Linked DNA regions of Mus musculus: region 2 is linked to region 1. Evidence: chromatin contacts called from public promoter capture Hi-C data. All regions are on one chromosome and are shown on one strand. The core of a region is the stretch at or near the end of the contact, and the rest is flanking DNA. Distances in the headings are between cores, read along the strand shown. Region 1 overlaps Tnrc6c (trinucleotide repeat containing 6C). Region 2 holds the start of Syngr2 (synaptogyrin 2).

What was found. Promoter capture Hi-C pulls out the DNA fragments that hold promoters and counts their contacts.
Region 2: a contact with region 1 is called in a promoter capture Hi-C map of embryonic stem cells, with 2.7 times the contacts expected there. The contact joins the promoter of Syngr2 here to the enhancer-like site in region 1. A contact is called at or near these places in 26 of 39 promoter capture datasets (the 3T3-L1 cell line, 3T3-L1-derived adipocytes, the C10 cell line and 17 more), 3 of 15 datasets of contacts at CTCF or cohesin (CD8 T cells, the NIH/3T3 cell line and large pre-B cells), 34 of 484 Hi-C or Micro-C datasets (3T3-L1-derived adipocytes, the AML12 cell line, B cells and 27 more), 21 of 115 datasets of contacts at active chromatin or transcription factors (the 230-238 cell line, CD4 T cells, CD8 T cells and 16 more) and 3 of 9 other capture datasets (adipose tissue, liver and pancreatic islet).

What each region holds. Positions count from the first base shown.
Region 1 is chr11:117,702,286-117,705,448 of GRCm38.p6, forward strand. Tnrc6c (trinucleotide repeat containing 6C) reads left to right here. Exons shown (of 22, transcript NM_198022.2): 3 at 94-115. Among named protein-coding and RNA genes, the nearest start is that of Tnrc6c, 50 kb to the left of the region's middle. Within about 2 kb of position 1,721, at least 8 of the 459 cell types and tissues checked have an H3K27ac peak or open chromatin away from gene starts, as enhancers often do. A contact at or near this core is called in embryonic stem cells, epiblast stem cells, reprogramming fibroblasts and 1 more, where this site is marked.
Region 2 is chr11:117,807,964-117,811,126 of GRCm38.p6, forward strand. Syngr2 (synaptogyrin 2) reads left to right here and starts at 1,704. Exons shown (of 4, transcript NM_009304.2): 1 at 1,704-1,840. The coding sequence starts at 1,742.

The sequences.
Region 1 (3,163 bases), core at 471-2,970:
AACCCTAAAATACTTAGAAGTTTGCTTATAAACCTTCATCAGTGTGGACATTGCTACAATTGTTTCTAAAGAAGTTCTGATTTTTTTTTTCAGGCTGCTGATCAAAAAACCAAAGGTAAGTATGTTTGTTTGTTTATTTTTATACTTTGTGAGGGGCATACTTTTTATAGTAGTATCAAACTTTGCAATGGTGTGACTTTTGTAAAATTTATGTTTATAGGTGTTTTGCCTACATGTTTGTCTGTGTACCAAGTGTGTACAAAGGCCAGAATAGAGCCTTGGATCTCCTAGACCTGGAATTGAGATAGCTGTGAGCCACCATGTGTGTGCTATTAAATACTTCTTTTTGTCTTCCCTTGGACACAATTGCACATGTAGATACTTGCATTGTAAGGACTTTTGCAAAGGTTCTGCCAGCTGCAGTCTGTATTAATACTCTGTGTCTACTTGGTATCTTGTAGTTTTGCTTTGTTTTTTAAGATTGTTTTAAAAATTCATTTTATTTATATAAGTACACTGTAGCTATCTTGAGACACACCAGAAAATGGCATAGGATCCCATTACAGATGGTTATGAGCCACCATGTAGTTGCTGGGATTTGAACTCAGGACCTCTGGAAGAGCAGTCAGTGCTCTTAGCCTCTGAGCCATCTTTCCAGCCCAGCATCGTTTGTGTAGTTTTAAAGTCAAAATTATGTGTAGAATTTGAAATTGAGCAGGACTTGGAATAAGTTCTTGGTTTTATTTTTAGTAAATGCAGAATTGGTGGAACTACGGCTTTTGACCCTGTGTATCAGTCCTTGGTCCTTGTTACCAGAGTCACTTCAACAGATGAGTTTACTGTTAAATGGGTATTGAAGCAGCAGGGTACCAGGTCATCTCCTCTGCTCTGTTAGAATCTTTTCAGAAGGCTCCAGAAGGACTGGCCATGGCTGTATTTGAATTTATGATTTCAAATAAAACAGTGTTTTTTTACAAATATGGAACTCTTCCTGCATTGCTTATATGCCCCCCCTCTTTGTGTGTGTGTGTCCCATTTTCATAATCTGCTTCATTGTCATTGGTGACTCTTGACTTCTCAGGCTGTGACTGCTCACAGCTGTGTGGTGACTGAAGTACACTGTCCTGCCTCCTCTTGTGGAACCCTGGTTTCTGTAAGTGTGCTGGTGTTTGCACTGTGGATGACTGACTCTGCTGGGTTCTTGTATCTCCTCTCCGTTGATGGGTTTTGGGGAACAGTTTGTTGGTAACTGTAATCGGCCTTTGGATTTGTCCTAGACACAGTTGTTGTATACTTCTAGAATTATAAAGGATCTAAAGTCTTCTACATAATTTTCTTTTTTAGTTAATTATTTCTGTGTTAAATGTATGAGTATGTTGCCAGCATGTTTGTATGTGCACCACAAAATGTATGCCTGGAATTCATTGAGGCCAAAAGAGGGTGCTGGATCCGTTGGAATTGGAAAGTGGTTTTGAGCTGATGTGGGAGTGCTAGGAACTGACCCAGGTCCTCTGAAAGAGCATCAAGTCCTCTTAACCACCAAGCCCATCTCTCCAGCCTAGTTTGTTTTCTAAGAAATATTAGTAGTGTCAGGTTTTGATTTTCTCACAGCCTATCATTACTCAGTCCCACCAGAATCAGCTGCTGTGAAGTGGCTCTCATGCCTGGTGCTGGTGTTAGACAGGACATTGATGTGGTAATGAGATGTTAAACAGCAGCATAAGACAGGCTTGCATTTGCCCCTCCCTGTCCTCTTTGCCTCCTGGCATGGCCTGCCTGGCAGTACATAGTTCAGGGGCTACAACTGCCTGTCCCTACACTCTCCCCAGAACCCTCACTCAGCTCCTGCCTTCAGACTTGTTCTAGGCCCTAGCATTAATGAGTCCCCTTGTTGCTGCTGTCACTGGGGACAGGAAGGAATCTAAAGCTACAGAGTTTGCTACCAAACATGGAGGATTTGTGGGACATCATACAGTGGGCCCTGGCCCCCCTTCTCCTATGTCCGAAGCCAGTGAGCTTCAGAGCAGTGGTATCAGGATGCTTTCTGAGAAAGACAGCAGCAGGGGGCTTAGCAGTCCCTCTCCATCTGCCAGTCTAGTAGAGACCACACTTCTCTCTCCCTTATAAATTTGAAAGTGGTAGTTTGTTTGTTTGTTTTAGAAATTCTGTTTTAGAAATTCTTTCAAAATCATAATTAAAATAGAGATTGTCTCTGACTATCTTTTCTTTTAAAAAAAAAATCATTTTGCAGAGGCGGGGTGCAGGGGGCTGGAGAAATGGCTCAGGGGTTAGGAGCATCAATTCCCAGCAACCACATGGTGGCTCACAACCATCTGTAATGGGATCTGATGCCCTCTTCTGGTGTCTGAAGACAGTGACAATGTGCTTGTTTACATAATACAAATAAAATCTTTTAAAAATGTTTATTTTTATTTTATGTGTTTGGGCATTGTGACTGTATGTATATCTACAGAAGCTGGAAAAGGGAATGTCCAGTCCCCTGGGACAAGAACTGTAGGTCGTTGTGCGGTGCCATGTGGGTGCCAGGAATCAAACCCTGGTCTCTGTTAAAGCAGCCAGTGCTCTTTAACCACCAAACCATCTCTCTAGAACCAGGCTAGTTTTTCAAGTCCTGTTCTGTGATTGCTTTGTGGAAGTCTCATTCTTGTCTTAAAGATCAGAACGAGAAGATGAGTTGTGGAGCATCCTTTTTCTGGCATCCTGCCCTTAGGTTGTACCGTAAGGAACACTGTTTTCGTTGTAGACAGGAGATACACTGTTGTTCTGCTCTGGAGCTATTTGCAAATGGTAGGTCTTTTACCAGAATTTCTCTCCCTCTGGGCCTTCACTGTCTCTGTTGGTAGAGGAAACTCTACATTAATGCCTTACTGTTACAAAAGCAAAACAAAGCAAAACTTTTATTGAAAATACTTGGGAGACAAAAACTGAAGGGTCATGAGTTCTCTCTCTCTCTCTCTCTCTCTCTCTCTCTCTCTCTCTCTCTCACACACACACTCCCAAGAGAAATGTCTTATTTCCCATTCACTGTTTATTAACCACCCTGTATATCTCATTATATTATTAATGTCAATACACTGCTTTCCACAGTTTATACTCCCCTCAAACCTGAGCACTAAGCCATTTAAACACCTTCCTGCCAGCC
Region 2 (3,163 bases), core at 454-2,953, 110 kb after region 1:
CACCTCTGGTTCCAGCATGTGGGAGGCAGAAGCGGGAGGATCCCTGTGAGCTAGAGGCTAGCCTGGTCTACAAAATGTGTGCCAGGACAGTCAGGCTGCATAGTGAGACTCTGTCTCAAAATAAAACGAAAATCTGAGAAGGGTCTTGTGAGATGGGTGAAGGTGTTTGCTGCCAAGTCTGGGATCCTGAGTTCAATCCCAGGGACCCACCCTGTGAAGGGAGCAAGCGCTATGTCTTACAAGGTGTCCTTTTTATGACATGTGTCATCTCGTGTGCTCTACCCACCCACCCCAGGCACAAACCAATTACATGTAATGATGTAATGGCAAAAGGTTGGTTTTGGTTTTGGTTTTTTGAGATAGAGTTTCTCTGTGTAGGAAAGAGAGAGAGAGAGAGAGAGAGAGAGAGAGAGAGAGAGAGAGAGAGAGAGAGAGAAAGAGAGAGAGAGAGAGAGAGAGAGAGAAAGGGAGGCTTTGTAGGAAAGTCCTGACAGCCAGTTCTCCTTCATCAAACACTCATGGCGTGTATGAACAGATTTTAGGAGGTAGCCCTGGGCTCACCTACCAGCGGCTTGTCACAGGCTCTGTTAGTGTGGGGAGGGTGCAAATAGACGCAGATAGACTGTTAGAAGGCCCAGTCTCTCTTGTGCCTACTCCTGTCTTCTCCCGAGTGGTGACCCTTCTGGTGGGGCAGGCTTCTGCCTCAGTTTCCTTATTGTCCAGCCCCCCTCATTACTGAGGTGAGTCTGTCTCATTATTCATTATCCATTGAAGTGACTGTGGTAAAGCCATCTTGTCATGACTCCATTCTGTGTCACTTCTCAGCCCTCTACACCCCTCAACAGCCATGGTCTCCTTGGGAACAAATTTGTGTTGTCAACAGAAGGATATCTGGAGGCCTCTTGGCGGCCAAGGTGAAGCCCTGGGTTGACACACGACCCCTTCCGATTAAGCATCAGGTTCCCTTTCTAAATGTTATTGGGGGACAGGGGGAGCTGGAGTCTATGACCTAGTGATCTCATTTGTTTTAATTTTTAAAATTACAATCCTCAGTATGTGTGTACTTGAGACTAGATCTCAGATAGCTCAGGGTTGTCTTGAACTCCTTATTCTCCTGCCCTCTTTCTCTTCCTGAGACAACAGCCACCAGGTACTTTGCAGCATGTGATCACGATGTCTAGAAATCTGCCCTTCAGAGCCCTTTGGCTTTCAGGCTTAGCTCCAGAGCAAAGAGTAGCCAGAACTGTGGGGGCCATAGTTATTAATTACTACAGTAGTCCAGAGGTTGGAACTGGGGGCCTCTGATGTGCTAGGCAAGAGCTTATGCCCCAGTCCTTTGGTCTGGAGCAGAATGGTGAAGTGACATCCAGGTATTTACGAGCCTGGATTCTGGATTGGTGGGATTTGGGTGTCTGGAGGGCTTATGGGAGAGGACCTTCACCAGGGCACTGTGTAAGTAAGAGTAAAGTGGGAGCCGCCTAGGATGTCTCTTCTTGGGGACTCTTTGATCCTTTCTGGATGAACTCAGTAGGACATATTTCCCAGGGGTGAGCTTTTCCTCCCCCTTCCGCACCCTGGCGCCTCCTGCGAGCTCCAAGTTTTGCTGCCAACTTCCACGAGTTTGGAGGGGCTACTTCCCGGCGGTTGGCCCCGCCCTGTCGGCGGCCGGACCCGCCCCCGTGGGCGGGGCGGGGCAATCCGGCTAGTTCCCGGCCATCCGCGGCTCGGTGGCGAAAGCGACATGGAGAGCGGGGCCTATGGCGCGGCCAACGCGGGCGGCTCCTTCGACCTGCGGCGCTTCCTGTCTCAGCCTCAGGTGGTGACGCGCCTCGTGAGCATGGTGAGTCCACCAGCGAGGACCCGGAGCCGGGCGTCCTGGCTACCAGGGCCCGTGGGGCCGCGGGCCGCAGAGCGCGACAGGTGGCGGCGGCTGCGCGTCCTGGGCCTTTCGGAGAGCGCGGGGCCCCGTGCCCCTCCGCGTCTCTGTCCCCTCCAGCCCGTGGGTTTTGTCGCCTGTTCCACTCCGGACCTTGTCTCCCCAACTCCGGGCCGGGCCCCGCCGCACCCTGGACCACTGGTCCAGGCCGCTCTGGTGCGGGACGTCCCCGAAGTTCTCCGGGGAGGCAGGCCTGTCGCCTTGTTGGCATTGGGAGGGACCGGAGAGGGGCACGGCACAGCAGGTGGCCGGCACGCCGCGGCTCCCAGCCTAGGGAATTCACCTGGAAGGGACTTTCTGCAGCCACGTGGGGTGCGAGGAGGGGGATTGGCCTGGCACTCTGAAGGAGAGTTTCCTTCCCTCTCAGAGGCTAGCAACAGGTCTGCTTTCCCACCAAATGCACTCCCTTCCCAGAAGCGGGGCGAGCCCCCTTGTACCAGGCGTGCGGGGGCAGCTTTCCATACCTTGGGATGAAAACACTGAAAACTGAGACTTTAGCTGCCAGATTGAGGGTGGCCCCACTGCGCCCAGGGGGTCTGGGCCTGGAGCCTTGGAGGTGCCCTGGCTCCCCGGAATCTCCCAGCCTAGCGGTGGAATCTAGTGACTCCGTCCTGGGTTGTACCCTGTCAGTCAGGATGGCAGTGCCAGGAGCCCTGACCCATACTCCGCGCCCAGTCCTGGAGTTCCGGCTTCATCCACAGCTGGGGGCGGGGCTTGTGACTGCCAGTTCCACAATCCTATTGAGAGCGTCCCCGCAGGATCGCTCTGGTCCTGCAAGTCTGGAGGCAGCCAGGTGCCCACAGACTCAGTTGCATCTGCCGCCTTGACGTGGGCTTGGCGGTGGCCTTAGGGTGTGGGGAGGAAGCGAAATGACTAGGACGATTCCAAAGGAGCTGCTTTCCAAACTTTGGCCAGTCTCTGCTGGTGACTTTCCCACCTCTGTCCTGGCTCCTGCGGGATCTGAGTCTGGCTGTGGATCTGACCACCCCAAGAACCTTGCTCTGAGGGGAACCGTTGTGGGGGTGGAGACTAGTAGTTCTCTGGAGGGGAGGGGCCGACGTGCCAAAGAAGCCGGAAGTCCTTGTAGGGAGAAGGCTGGCTGACTGGGGAGTCTCTTGCTTTAGGGGGAGTCTTGGAGGGAAATAGGGCAGCTGTTGAAGGGTGTTCTGGAAGATATTGGTTGATGCTGTAGAGTTGACTTGGGGCAGGGTGTTGGGGTGAGGGTTA